Linked DNA regions of Pan troglodytes: region 2 is linked to region 1. Evidence: chromatin contacts called from public HiChIP or PLAC-seq data. All regions are on one chromosome and are shown on one strand. The core of a region is the stretch at or near the end of the contact, and the rest is flanking DNA. Distances in the headings are between cores, read along the strand shown. Region 1 holds the start of PFDN4 (prefoldin subunit 4). Region 2 holds the start of DOK5 (docking protein 5).

Region 1 (6,530 bases), core at 1,855-4,354:
TGAAAGATCATAACTTGGGCAGAGGAATTTCAGATGCAACTGGGCTGAACTGAGAAAGTAATCATAGCTAACATTTCCTGAGAGCTTACAATGCATTTTATTTGCACGTATTATCTCTTCTACTCTTTGCAACAAGCCTATTAGAGACACATTATTATTTTTGCCATGAAAGTAACTTGTCTAACATCAAAATTAGAAAGTGGTGCAGGTATGATTTGAACGCAGGCAGTCTGGCTCCAGTACGCCCTTTAATGAGTCTTAAACACTTTACTCATGCAAGTCAGGTGACAGGAGCTGCAATGTCCACTACGAGCTGCCCACTCTGGGACACATCTGACTTTATACATGACTTGTAGTGATGGGTAAAGCCTGGTGCTTAGGAGAGTGGTCTCTGGAGCCAGGTTCACCAAGAGTTCAAACCCAGGCTCTGGTACTTCCTGGCTGCTGTAGCCTTGGCCAAGTAGCTTTGTCCTCCTGAAACTCTATTTCCTCTCCTGTAAAATGATCGATAACAATATTGTGTGGTATGGTGAGGATTAAAACATTTAGCAAGGTGCAGGCCACATAGTATGTACCCTGTGAGTTTTATGTTACTGTTACTATTGCATTAGTCTGTTTTCACACTGCTGATAAAGACATACCCATGACTGGGTAATTTATAAAGAAAAAGAGATTTGATGGACTCACAGTTCCACGTGGCTGGGGAGGCCTCACCATCATGGTGGAAGGCAAAAGGCACATCTTACATGGTGGCCGACAGGAGAGAATGAGACAAGAGAAAGGGGAAACCCCTTATAAAACCGTCGGATCTCATGAGACTTATTCACTACCATGAGAACAGAATAGAGGAAACCGCCCCCATGATTCAATTATCTCCCACCAGGTCCCTCCTACAACACATGGAAATTATGGGAGCTACCATTCAAGAGGAGATTTGGGTGGGAACACAGCCAAACCATATGAACTCTCATTATTATTATACTTCAGCAAAAGGCAAAGGTTAACGTAGGTGAGAGTTTAGGTCCCTTCTGGTCCTAAGATCTATGCACCTGAGGATTGAAGTGCTTCTCTCTCTCAAAGCCCCTATGCTACTTTCGGTCCCCACCATACAATTACATTTCCTCAAAATTCCTGCTCTGCTGTTCCTCAGCTTTCAACTCAGCCATTTCTCAATAAAGCTTTGAAAAAGTCAGAATTCTTTCTCTCTTTCTCTCTCTCTCCCTCCCCCAGTTTGGCCTCACCAAGTTCTAAAACATGCCCAGATCTGGCCCCTGCCTTGCACCCCAGCCTCGCTCCATGCTGCTCTGTCCTTTCTACCATGTCTCACCAGGCTCTTTCCCTCTCAGCCCTCCACCCCTGGGGTCCACTTTCATCTCCTCTCCCCATGCTGAGGCCTCCCATTTTCTCTTAGCTTAGAGGCCAGCTCCAGAGCTGGCCCCCACCCCTCCCCTCTGTGCTCTGCCTCAGCACCTCATTTATCTCCTTCATGCACTTGGTACCATTTGTGACAATTTTGCCCTTTATTTCTGTCTCCCTCTCCACCATTTGTTTCTTGCAGTGCTTTTACATTGAGCTCTGGAATAAACAGATATCACTGATGGAGCATCTCCTATGTGCCAGACCCGGTGCTAAGATTTAACCCTGGAAAAACATCTTTATTCAACAAATACTTTTTTGAGCACATATGAGCTACACACTGGAAAGTCCCAATACTAAGGGCCTGGAGAGCCCAGAATAGGCAGGAGAACAGGTGATGCCCGTGGCGGGCTAGGTGGTTCGGTGGGGAGGGCACAGGGTGCTATAAGGTCTCATTCCCCTCATTTAACCAAAGAGGAAATTGGGACTTTGAGAAAGGAGGCGGCTTGTCAGGGGCAGTTCTCAAGCTGTGGCCCATGAACCTCGGGGGTCCCTGAGACCTTTTCAGGGATCCATGAGGGCCTCCCTTTCCCAACTACATGATTTGTATGAGGCTGGGGTTTTTCATACCTACAATTAGGCAACTAAACAGTGTATTTGGAGAGACTGAATGCAGAAGTAGACATGAGAATGTAACCTTCCATTAAGCCTGATATTAAAGAGATCAGTGAAAATGTAAAACGATGACAATCTTCTCAATTTGTTTTTGTCTTAGAAAATATAGTTATTTTTAAAGTGTGATTTTTATTACCATGGAATGGAGTTTTATATTATTTTAAATGAATTAATAAATACATTTTAAAAATTCTGCTTTAATTTCTAATACAGCAAATATCGATAAATAACCCACATAAACAAAAGTTCTTTGGAGTCCTCAGTAATTTCCAGGAGTATAAAGAGGTCCTAAGGCAAAAAAAAAAAAAAAAAAAAAAAAAAAAAATTACTAATTGGGAGACACAAGTGTCAGAATATACAGTAATTGTTCAGTAATATTGCTGTAAATTAATTAATAGGATTGCCTAGTCACAACAGCAAAGGCATGGAATCAACCCAGATGCCCATCAGTGGTGGATAGGATAAAGAAAATGTGGTCCATATACACCATGGAATACTATGCAGCCATAAAAAAGAACAAAAGTCATGTCCTTTGCAGCAACATGGATGCAGCTGGACATCATTATCCTAAGTGAATTAACACAGAAACAGAAAACCAACCACTCATGTTCCCACTTATGAGTGACAGCTAAACACTGGGTACTCATGGACATAAAGATGGGAACAATAAATGCTACGGATTCCAAAAACGGGGAAGGAGGCAGGGGAAAGGGGTTGAAAAATTACCTGTGGGGTACTATGTTCACTACTTGGGCAACGGGATCATTAGAAACCCAAACCTTAGCACCATGCAGTATATCCATGTAATAAACCTGCACACATACCCCCCGAATCTAAATTAAAAAAAAATTACATTAAAAGATAGGAGCACCTCCTTTACACCACCTGAATTATCATGGCACATAAATCTCACACCCTATTTGCCGAGGCCATTCGTTCCTAGCTGTTTTACAGGTAGGTTAGCTTTCTCAATGCAAGTCTGTGGGACGGATGGAGAAAAATTCCCCGAGCCCTTTGATCCTGCCCCAGCTGGGCCCCGCCGCGCTGAGCCTTGGGCGCGCCCCCTGCTGCCCGCGGCCGGAGCCGTTCGCCACACCCCCGTGTTTATGTCGGTCCACGGGGGTTGCCTGTCCCTTTAATTGGCATGTACCAAGTCCTTCCAGGTCACATTTCCTCCCTACGTCCCAGCCGTTTGGACTCACTGGCCAAAAGTCCAAGAGGACGGAATGTGGAGACAGTGTTGTATTTTTGCGGGGAGTTCTAGGCCGACCGGGAGCGAGAGAACGCTCGGGGGCGAAGCGCGCCATTGCGGCCCTCCCCGCCGCCTGCCGTAGTCCAGTCCCAAGATGGCGGCCACCATGAAGAAGGCGGTGAGTGGGGAGCTCGGGGCTCTGGATGCTCGGGCGGCGCCGGATCTCGGCCGCTGGGGCCCGGGCGCGGGATGCTGGGGGTGCGCAGCTCCGAAGCCCGGCGTGGGACCCGAGGCCGAGGCCGAGGCCCTGAGAGCGGTCCCGCGGCAAGGCCTGCTCGCGCCTGGCGCCCTGAGCGTTTTCCTAGGCACCTGGCCAGCCGAGGCGGGGCGTCGGGGCTGGGGCCGGGAGCCTCGGAGGACGCAGGTCCGCCTCCCGCGATGCCGAGGGTGCCCCCGGGGAGTCTGAGGAACCTGCAGCCCCGGCCTCGCCCCTGAGGTGTGGGAAGCCGAAGGTCCCGTTGAGTGTGGTTGGCCTTGACTCGGGCGTTGCACCGGCATGATCGCATTAGCCTCACTGGTTATGGGTAGCTGCTGCTGGGAGCGTGGTTACGGGTGAGGAAACTGAGGCCCAGAGATGGAGAGTCACCTGCCCGAGGTTACGCAGCTCATAACGGGGACAGCAGGTTCCTGCATCCCCAGATTATCAGGCCCCAGAGCCCCTTGTGTCCAACCTGGAGCTGCTCATTTCCACGCTTGATGCCCCTGAGTCCTTCAGGCTAAAACCAGTATTTATTGAGAATGGAAGATGTGCCGGGCCCAGCAGCCGGCCGTTTATCTGTTATCCTCCCCGCAACTCAGCAAGTGCAATGGGTTCCTCCCCACTTTGCAGGTAGAGAAACTTAGACACAGAGCAGTTAGAGGCCCTAAAGTGACTCAGCTAGTAAGAAGCAGAGCTGGAGTTCAAACTCAGGTTTGTTTTTGTTTTTCTCAAAGCACACCTGTGTAACCACTAAGCCGGCTAAACTTCCATGTGGGGTTTTTAATCCCGTGAGCCTTCCCAGACGTGTAAAGATAGTCAGATAGAAGAAAAAGAAAATTGGAGAGGGGGAAGGAAATAACGGCTGATAATTTGGGGAGCTTTACAGTGTGCTAGGTACAGCTGTAAGTTGTTTTGCGTGTATTGTTTATTTTATGTTCTTTGCGGGAGATACTGTTTTTATCCTTATTTAACAATGAGAAAACAGGCACGGAGGCAAAGCTAGCATTTAAACACAGGCATTCTGACTCCGGAGTCTGTGTTTTAAACTGCTATAGGGGGTCTTTGATGAGAATCTCTTGGCTGGAGGGATTTGCGTTCATTCCACTTCCACATTAGAACTTCCTTTGCTTTGCCCCTATCCAGTACCACATAGTCTATGCCATCTGTGCCTGGTGTAGGGTGACCCATTGCCCCCTTTTATATGAAATTGAGGGACTGCCCAAAATGGGAAAGCCCCAGCCAACTCAGGATGTGTTGCTCACCCTACTATTCTGCCATCCAAAAATTCTTACTGTGTCCCAGAGTAGGGTCTAGGGCCATGGTGATTCAAAAAAGTATGAAACTTTGTGAGATTCACTTCACCTCTAGTTTGTTAAATTGGGCCCTCTGGTGTTAGGTATGGCCTTTAATTCCTTGGAAGATACTAGTTGTGGTTCACTCCGTTTTATAGGTATGGAAACTGAAGTGCAGAGAGGTGAAGTAAATGGTAGAAGAGGAAATAGCAGAAGAATGATTTGAACCTTGGATTTTGATTGCAAAATTTCTAATTACCAACTTTTTTTTCCTTTCATTGATTCAGTAAATTTTTGGGGGCACGTAATATGGCGTAGTCTCAGTTTTAAGTGGAGACAACTGTGGTGACCAGTGAGGAAGCTCTTCTCCCCTTAATCTCATAGCCCCAAAGAACGTATGTTCCAGGGCAGAGCAGGCATTACTCAGATAGTCAGACAGAAAACTAGTTTCTCTGATGAGAACTGTGAAGGAAAAGTGCTTATGAAATGAGGGCCAAAATGAGGTCTGTTTTGAGATCAGAGAAGACTTTCCTGGGAAAGTGCCATTTAAGTTGAGATCTGTGAGATTATGTAAGGAAAGGAAGGGAGAGTTGGATAGGGAGCGAAGCATTCTAGAGAGGAGTATCTGCAGAGACTCTGAGTGCATTTAATACAAGGAAGGCCCGATGGCAGATAATCAGGGGAAGAGAGTTTGAGCCATGATGAGAAAAGAACTTATAGAGGGGTAGGTGGTGGCCAAAATATAAAGGAGCTTCTTTAACTTTGGAGGCTTTAAGAGTCACATGATAGATGCAGTGTTCTCCTGTAGATGTTTCCAGTGTTAGGAACAATTCCCGATAGATCAGCTTGCATGTACACTTTTCCCCTTTGCCCTCACTAGGAGAAAACATACGTGTATGCCAGTGAGTGAGAGTGAAACAGAGATAGCCCTTTGAGTTTAATTAAAAGCAAATCGTACAATCTGGAGTACTTCACGTTTGTAACACATCGTATCTCTCAACTGGTCATGACTTTGCTGGGGAGAGTGTTTAGATGAGATGATTCAGTCCTCTCCTCTCTAGAGTTCTGCCTTCTAAGATCCAGTTCTTGACCATAAGGAGATCTGCACTTTAATTTCTGTTCATTATCCTATATACAAATGTCCTTTCCTCAGAGAGGCTACCTTTGACCTTTATCTAAAGAAGCCTCCTTCACTCCCCAGGCCCCCAAAACTTTCTACTCCTAAGCTGTTTTATTTTCATCATCACGTTTGTCACCATTGAACATTATCTCATTCATCTTGTTTTTTGCTCTCTTCCTCCACCAGGATGTATGCTTGCCATTTGTGTTCATGAAAGTGGGATAGTGGCTCTCTTGTCACAGTGCATGGCGTATAGGAAACAGTAATTGTTAAATAAACTACTGCATGGATGAAAGTTGAATACAAAAATTAGCTGGGCATGATGGCGTGCGCCTATAATCCCAGCTACTCGGGAGGCTGAGGCACGAGAATCGCTTGAACCCGAGGCAGAGGTCGCAGTGAGCCAAGATCACACCACTGCACTCCAGCCTGGCGATAGAGCAAGACTTGTCTCAAAAACAAAAAAACAAACAAAGAAAGTTGAATACAAATACAAAGCAAAAGTTTACATCATACAGACTTGGTAGATATGTTTTTAAAAGTAAAAATAAAAGGCTGAAATTGGCCAGAATTTATTTCTAGGGACCCAGCTGTCAGTGCAGACTCCGTGCAATACCTAGACTTGGCGTGAGGCAT
Region 2 (7,089 bases), core at 1,823-4,322, 270 kb after region 1:
TCGGGATCTGGTTTGCTTCTCTTTATGTCTTGGTTCTGCTCCTTTAGCGTGGCCTTCACTCTTCGATAAGTCCTCCCCTGGGGTTTCACCATTTGTGCCAGCAGCTCCTGGGCCTCTTCCATCCAGATTCCATTTCAGCTGGAGTGTGAGTCTTCCTCCCAGTATTCAGTAAAAGTAACCCAATTCATTATTAATTGGCCAGCTTAGGTCATGTGCCCATATCTGAACCAATCACCAACCACTAGTTGTCCAAAGGAAGGCCATGGACAGGGCTGCACACGTGAGCTGGAAACAGGGGTGAGTATGCTCAGTGAAAATGGTGACTATGATGGGAAGAACAAAGTCTGGATGCTGAGGAAACAAACAAATGCATACTACAAATAAGAAGCTCTAAATGTTCAAAAATTGAGTTCAAAACCCGGAACGAAATAGTATTTTTTCTTGTCAGACATTTCCAGTAAAACTAAATCATGTGTGATAGTATATTTGTTCGGCAGCATATGGTTAGGCAAGTTGCGCTCTGTAGAACTCTATAAGCACCCCTTACATTGCCTACCTCTGTGAATGGTTCTTTTCCATTTCTTTTTCTTTTTTTAATTTTTTTTTTTTTTTTGAGACGGAGTTTCAATCTTGTTGCCCAGGCTGAAGTGCAATGGTGCAATCTTGGCTCACCTCCACCTCCCAGGTTCAAGTGATTCTCCTGCTTCAGCCTTCCGGGTAGCTGGGATTACAGGCACGCACCACCACACATAGCTAATTTTGTATTTTTGGTAGAAACGGGGTTTCTCCATGTTGGTCAGGCTGGTCTCGAACTCCCGACCTCAGGTGATCCGCCCACCTCAGCCTCCCAAAAAACTACAGGGATTACAGGCGTAAGCCACTGTGCCCGGTCTCTTTGCTCTTGCTGCCAGGGCTTGTATTGCACAATTTGGACAAGTGTAAATGTCCTATGAATAGTATATCACAGTCTGTACGTTTTGCATGTATGTCAATTTGATTTCACCAAACAAAACCATATATTGGATTCAGTCTTGCAATTTAAAAAAGAAATCAATTGTTCCTTCACGTCTAGTTAGATATTTTCTGGTTTGATTCTAGTTTCCTCAGTTCCAGTTAAATTATTTATGGATGTTGATTATAGTCAGCATTAACTATCAAGGGATGGATTTCTCGCCTTCAGTTTTTGTCAGTAATTATTTCCGTTATTGTGGGCCCTTCATTTTCAGCTCCTTATGCCTTAATTTCTTCATTTTTTGTTTCTATAATACTGTGGACTTGGTCTATAAATGATGTGTTAGATAAATGCCTTCCATGAACACCTCTATTTTACAGCAACCATGGGCAGCATTTTTTTTTAAGTTCCAATCCTTCAAAAGGAGCTCTCCAAATGATTTTACCATTTCATCTCTTTTGGTGAGAGATTTAAAATTAAAACATCATTTTCCATAGAATGGCAACATGAAGACAGATGGTTTACTATGTAGCAAAAATAGTTCTCCCTGCCAGAATATCTCCTTTTTGATTGTCCCCATTTAGTCTCGGTTCTCCTATGACACATTCTTGGAGGATTCTGTTCTTTAACTGAAACTCATCAAGCCAAGGTGACTAAAAGCTAATGTTCCCAGTGAGAATGGGAAGATTCATATCGTCTTAGAGTTGAAAGACCTGTGGATGTCATCAGGTCAAACAATCCACTAGTCACTGAATCCTCTTCTCAATGGCTCTGAGCAGTGATCTCTAGCTTTAGCTTTGTCGCTTCCCAGTGAGTAAGAATTGTCTAATTTCTGATGATCATCTTTGCCTTTGTGAATAGTGCAAATGATTAGAAAGATCTTCCTTGGAAATCAACTAGTAACCTCTCTTTCTGTGAGATCCTCTCTTCAGAAGAGGAATAGGAGAATGTTTAGGAGCAGAGCTGGGCACTACACACACCTCCCTTCAATCCTAGCTCTGATAGTGGCCAGCTGTGAGACCTTAGCAAGTCTGTAAAATATGGATGCTGGTGCCTAATTCATTATTCCCTTAACAAGATTAGCACAATGCCCAGCACACTGGTGCTCAATGTGTGTTAGCAATTATCAATCAAGTATGCTTTAGGGAGGTAATGCAGTCAGGGGCAGGTGAGTGTGAAATTCAGTCCCCTTCTTCATCTTATTGTATAGGCAGTATCTCATAATGGCAATGAGAGCTCTATTGCCAGGCTAAGGAGGCTTAAATATGGGCCTGGTGTATACATTAACAGGGCACCTACCTCAAAAAGTGCAGGGGAGTTTGAATGAGTCAATCCATGCAAAAGGCTTGGAGAGTGCCTGGCACCTAGGTGGCCATCTTGATAACCACAAGGATTTACTGAGCACTTGCTCTGGGGTCAGGCTTTGGGGACAGACAGTGATGAGGCCAAGTCTCAGCCCCCTGGGAAACACATTCCGGCGGGAAAGAGGCTGAAACAGGGAAACTGTGGCAAATGATACCAGCGAGGGCTAGGTCCCTGACACAAGGAAACCCAAGGAAGCATTTAGCTTAAGCGGTGACAATATCCCTCTCCTCAGATGCCAAGGTCAAGGCGAGCTGCGGCAACACCATCTCCCCAGACACACACGCAAAATCGGCCCTTCTCGGGGAAAGGGCAGGGGCTGAAGGGGGAGGCGGGATGGGCGGCGGCTGGAAAAAAGTGAAATTTCCTCTCCTCCTAAAATAAGTCTTTGGAGCGAGGAGAGCGAGCGTTATCTCAGTAGGCTGTGGGCGAGGTGCGGGGGCGGCGGGGGCACGCTCCGGGTCCGCCGGGAGGGGAGGGATCGGAAGGGGAAGCGGGGAGGGAAAGGTGGGTGGGAGGCGCGGGGAGCGCGTTCCAGGGCGGCTGCTCACGGGTGGCCGCAGCCCAGTGCTGGGACTCGCGCGGCTCCTCCTCTTAGCCCCCCCACCCCTTCCTCCTCTTTCCTCCTCCTCCTTCCTCCTCCTCCTCCTCCTCCTTCCTCCTCCTCCTCCTCCTCCTCCTTCCTCCTCCTCCTCCTCCTCCTCCTCCTCCTCCTCCTCCTCCTCCTCCTTCTTCTTCTCCTCCTCCTCCTCCTCCTTCTTCTTCTCCTCCTTCTCGGCCGGGAGGAGGCAGGGCTGGATCCCTCAGCCGCCGCCGCTCCTCCTCCTGGCAGGCCGGCCGCGGAGTCAGCTGACGCCGGCGCTCCAGCCTCGCCTCCCCGCGCCGCGCTCTGCGCTCCCCGAAAGTGGCTGCAAGCCGGCCGCCCACTGTCAGGGTTGGGGGGACAGAGAAAGTGATGTGCGCCTTCTAAAGCCTCGCCCAGCGCCGCCGAAGCAGCTTCACCTCTCCAACTTTCTCCCACCGACTGCTTGTCTTGACCCTGCCCTCCACCCTCCCCAGAGCCACTTCGGGTGCGCGCTCTTGGGTAAAGGGGGGGGTCACCGGCTGTCTGGGATGGCTTCCAATTTTAATGACATAGTGAAGCAAGGGTACGTGAGGATCCGGAGCAGACGCCTCGGGGTGAGTATCGATCCTCTCCGTGTTGCTGTTCGCCGGTTCGATTGTCTCTCTCTTGAGCCAGCATCCCTGGAGGGTGGACGGAGAGTCCCCGGCCGCGCGCCGGAGAATTGCGCGGTGGCTTTCTCAGCCGAAACCCGCGTCTCCGGGGCTGTCACTGTAAGGCCAGCGTCTAGGTATGTAATGGATCTATCTTTATCTCTTGGATGACTTGGCTTTCTGATGGTGGCCGCGTGTTGGGCTTCAGTAGCCCCTGGAGCCCATCTACTCGAAATAAATATTTCTCGGTAGCCATGGAAGTTGGAGCCGAGAAGCCCGGGCGGGGGTGCCTGCCGGATGCCCCCGGTTCCCCTCTTTTCCCACTCGCCGCCAACTTAACTTTTCCGGGGGATGGATCGGCTGGTTGAGAAAGAGGACACGCATACTCGGTGTGAAAGAGGTCACGAACCTTCTGACCCCAGGGAGAGATTTCTGCCAAGCGTAAGGTGTCTTTGGACCCCCCCACCTCTGTCCCAGGTGTCGTGTCAAAGGCGGTGCGGGCTGGCCTCTGGTCGGGGCCAACTTGGGTAGATACTTGAATCTGGATTTCCCGCGGTTCGAAGCCGGGGTGGTGGATTTCTGTTGCTGGAATACACCCTGGAGGTCCACGGAAGGGTTATTTACGTGGAACCTGATACCTGGCATAGCGCAAGTGCTCCCTACATATGTCCTGAAAGGAAGAATGAATGAATCTTAGGGCACTTGGGACAGATGTTGACACAGGCTAGGTCCTTCCTTAAAACTCCCTCTTTCGCCCCTTTCTCTCTTGGCTCTTCGCTGGAGGAGGCTTCAAAAGAGAACCCACCCTTCCTCTCCTTGGGACTGAATGATGGTGGAAGAATTCTTGAGGGAGAGGGAAGATACTGGAACGATTTTTTTATTTCCTAAAAATTTCAAACTAGGTCCCTCATTTCTCTTTGCCTCCTATCAAGTGTTGTCGCTGTTTTAGTTGATCCTATGCGTTTGGACATAAGGGGTGAAAAGTGGGGGTGGAGAGGTGGCGGGGGCGGGGGGAGAAAATATCCTTTGGTGTAATGCCTGAAATAAGCATAATGTCAGTAATCGTGTGGAATGCCGCTATTGATAATGAGTGGTAAATTGAATAGCTTTCTTTAGAAATATGTGTCATTTGGCATCTTTCTCTTACTTGGTCTTTGGACTGTTTTAATGTGCCAGATACTTTTACTGAAAACTGAAAAGAAATTTCACAGTAGTAAACTCAGCTAGGGAGGGAAGCCCTGTGGGGAGGAACATCCGCAATTATTATAAAACTCTTGCCTAATTCGTTTTGGTCTTTTTCTTTTCTTTTTTTCCCCTGCTGGTGACCATGTTTTAGCGATTATGTCCTGTGTTATTGTGAATATATACATATGTAATTAGGGAGAAATGTAACAGAATTCACCATTTCCATCAGCTCTGTCAAAGTTTCCTTGGTTTTCTTTTCTGCTATGCAAATATTCTCGTCTTCAAGAGCACCCATTGTTGGGGGTACTTTACTGAGTGACTCCCATGTAAGGGGCAAACAATAATGGGAACTTTCTATTTTTGGTATGCTTATAGGCTGGCCAAGTGTTACAATTTTAAGGGGAGTTAAGTTAAAAAAAAAAAAAAAAAAAAACAGCATTCTAATTTAGCTTTACTCCATCATGTCAATGGAAGGAATTGGTATGAGACATCCATTCTGTGTTAGGGAGCATTCCAATGGGAAGAGGACATGCATTATTAATGCACAAAATATGAATTATTCATAAGGATCAGAGTTTATGCCAAATTGTGACACATGGTAATTTATTTGAAAAACTGGTTACCATCACTTTCTTGTTTGTGGTAACTGAGGTTATTTTTTCTAGATTATTACAATTGACACAACATAGCCCTATGTGTGTGCCAACATTTATGGACAGATATTTGAAGCAGAAGGAACAGAAATATTTAGTTTGTATTTGTTTTATGTTTTACAGCATTTTGGATGCTAGTGAGCAGTATACTTTCTCAAGATTTATTGTTTTTGTCTGTGTTCACGTTCAGACTTCAGAATATCTATTGAATTATGGTTATTGCTCACGGAGAGAAAAGGTCAAAAATATGATCAAGTAAATCTGGTCTTATTTGTTAGCATTGGTTTTCTCACCAGTTAATTTTTAAAATATTCTTATGGTATGATTTACAAAAGAGGCTGATTACATAGTTGCCAGAACACAGTGCAAACCAAAGTTTTAATGGAGGCTGCAAATATTGGTGAAGGATGCTGTACGGAATTGGCATGGGGACCCTATGTCCACAGTAAGGAATGTTAGCGGTATTAATCTAGGCTACATATAGTCTAGAACAGCATGCGACATGTATCTTCCAGGAATATGTGCCAGTCTCAAAGAGAGGTAGGGCATTTATTTTGTCTAGCACAGAGTAGGCACTTGGTAAGTTCATGTTGAAATATGTGCTGAACTATATAGTGCATGGATGGTCTTGCCATTTATAACCTTTAGGAACTAATACAACAGCATTTATTAATGGAATCCAGACCATGTTTGGGACGGTTTATAATTAAATACAAAAACATTTCATGGTAAGCAGCTGTTCCTGGTGCCAAGGAATAAATGCTTCTTCAGATTTGGAGAAAGAGGAGAAGGGAACGCATTCGGCTTCTATTGCTTGTTGACCTTTGACCTTTCTTGGCCTCAGTTTTCTAGTCTGTACAATGAACACTATTTAATGATGTTCTTGGGAGCATTAAAGAAGATATTTGTGAAAATGCAATGAAAGTCTAGAACATTGATTCTGCTTGTATCATTTTCTTTAATCAAAGATGAGTTAGGATTGGTAGACGGATATAGGAATTATCTATTTCCTTCTCTTTCTATGTAGAAGTGTACAAAGGCATAAATGTTTATGCAGCTCCAGATTTTTTCAATGGATGAAACTTTTACAAATTATACACATATATGTGTATGTGTGTGTATTTTTATACATAGGAATAAATATATACATACAACCTATGTACATATTGTATAATATATAATATACATATATTTATATATGTGATTTTTTAACAGGACAGGAAACATTCTAGAAACATTCCCATTCAAATGGGTCACAGATAAGTGGTCACCTTCATTTGAAATCCTAAAGAGTTTAAATGATTAAGCAATCAAATATGTATAGACTTATTCTCTTCTTTAGACATCAAAAAGCTTAATGAAATACAATTCATTTAACTCAAAAGTTTCAGTATCTTCACATCTGTATTCCCCAGCTTAATCCCCATTGTTTCCTGGAGGTCTCCAGCTGTGCCCTGGGTACTGAATTTGTTCAGGAATGTCGACATTACTATTTGGGGGGCTGGGGGAAGGAGAGGAGCAGCTGTCCATAATTATTTGACTAATCCATTAAATGCACTAAAAATTTCTTTTTAGGGGAGAGGCAAATCAGGCAATTTGTACAACATTAACCTGCTGAATGTGTGACTTAGATGGCATCATATAACAATTCTCATTTCGTTTCTTTCCTTGCAATTGAGATGATTTTCCAATCAATCATTGTCATGGCTTGCCCACAGTGCA

The links. HiChIP or PLAC-seq counts read pairs in DNA pulled down with a chosen protein or histone mark.
Region 2: an H3K4me3 HiChIP or PLAC-seq map of stem cell-derived excitatory neurons shows a contact between it and region 1, with 2.9 times the contacts expected there. The contact joins the promoter of DOK5 here to the promoter of PFDN4 in region 1. A contact is called at or near these places in 3 of 7 Hi-C or Micro-C datasets (induced pluripotent stem cells and stem cell-derived neural progenitor cells), 1 of 1 datasets of contacts at active chromatin or transcription factors (stem cell-derived excitatory neurons) and 1 of 1 other capture datasets (stem cell-derived neural stem cells).

What each region holds. Positions count from the first base shown.
Region 1 is chr21:60,499,832-60,506,361 of NHGRI_mPanTro3-v2.0_pri, forward strand. It overlaps PFDN4 (prefoldin subunit 4), which reads left to right and starts at 3,105. Exons shown (of 4, transcript XM_514732.7): 1 at 3,105-3,401. The coding sequence starts at 3,378.
Region 2 is chr21:60,766,598-60,773,686 of NHGRI_mPanTro3-v2.0_pri, forward strand. DOK5 (docking protein 5) reads left to right here and starts at 3,073. Exons shown (of 8, transcript XM_009437437.4): 1 at 3,073-3,493. The coding sequence starts at 3,428.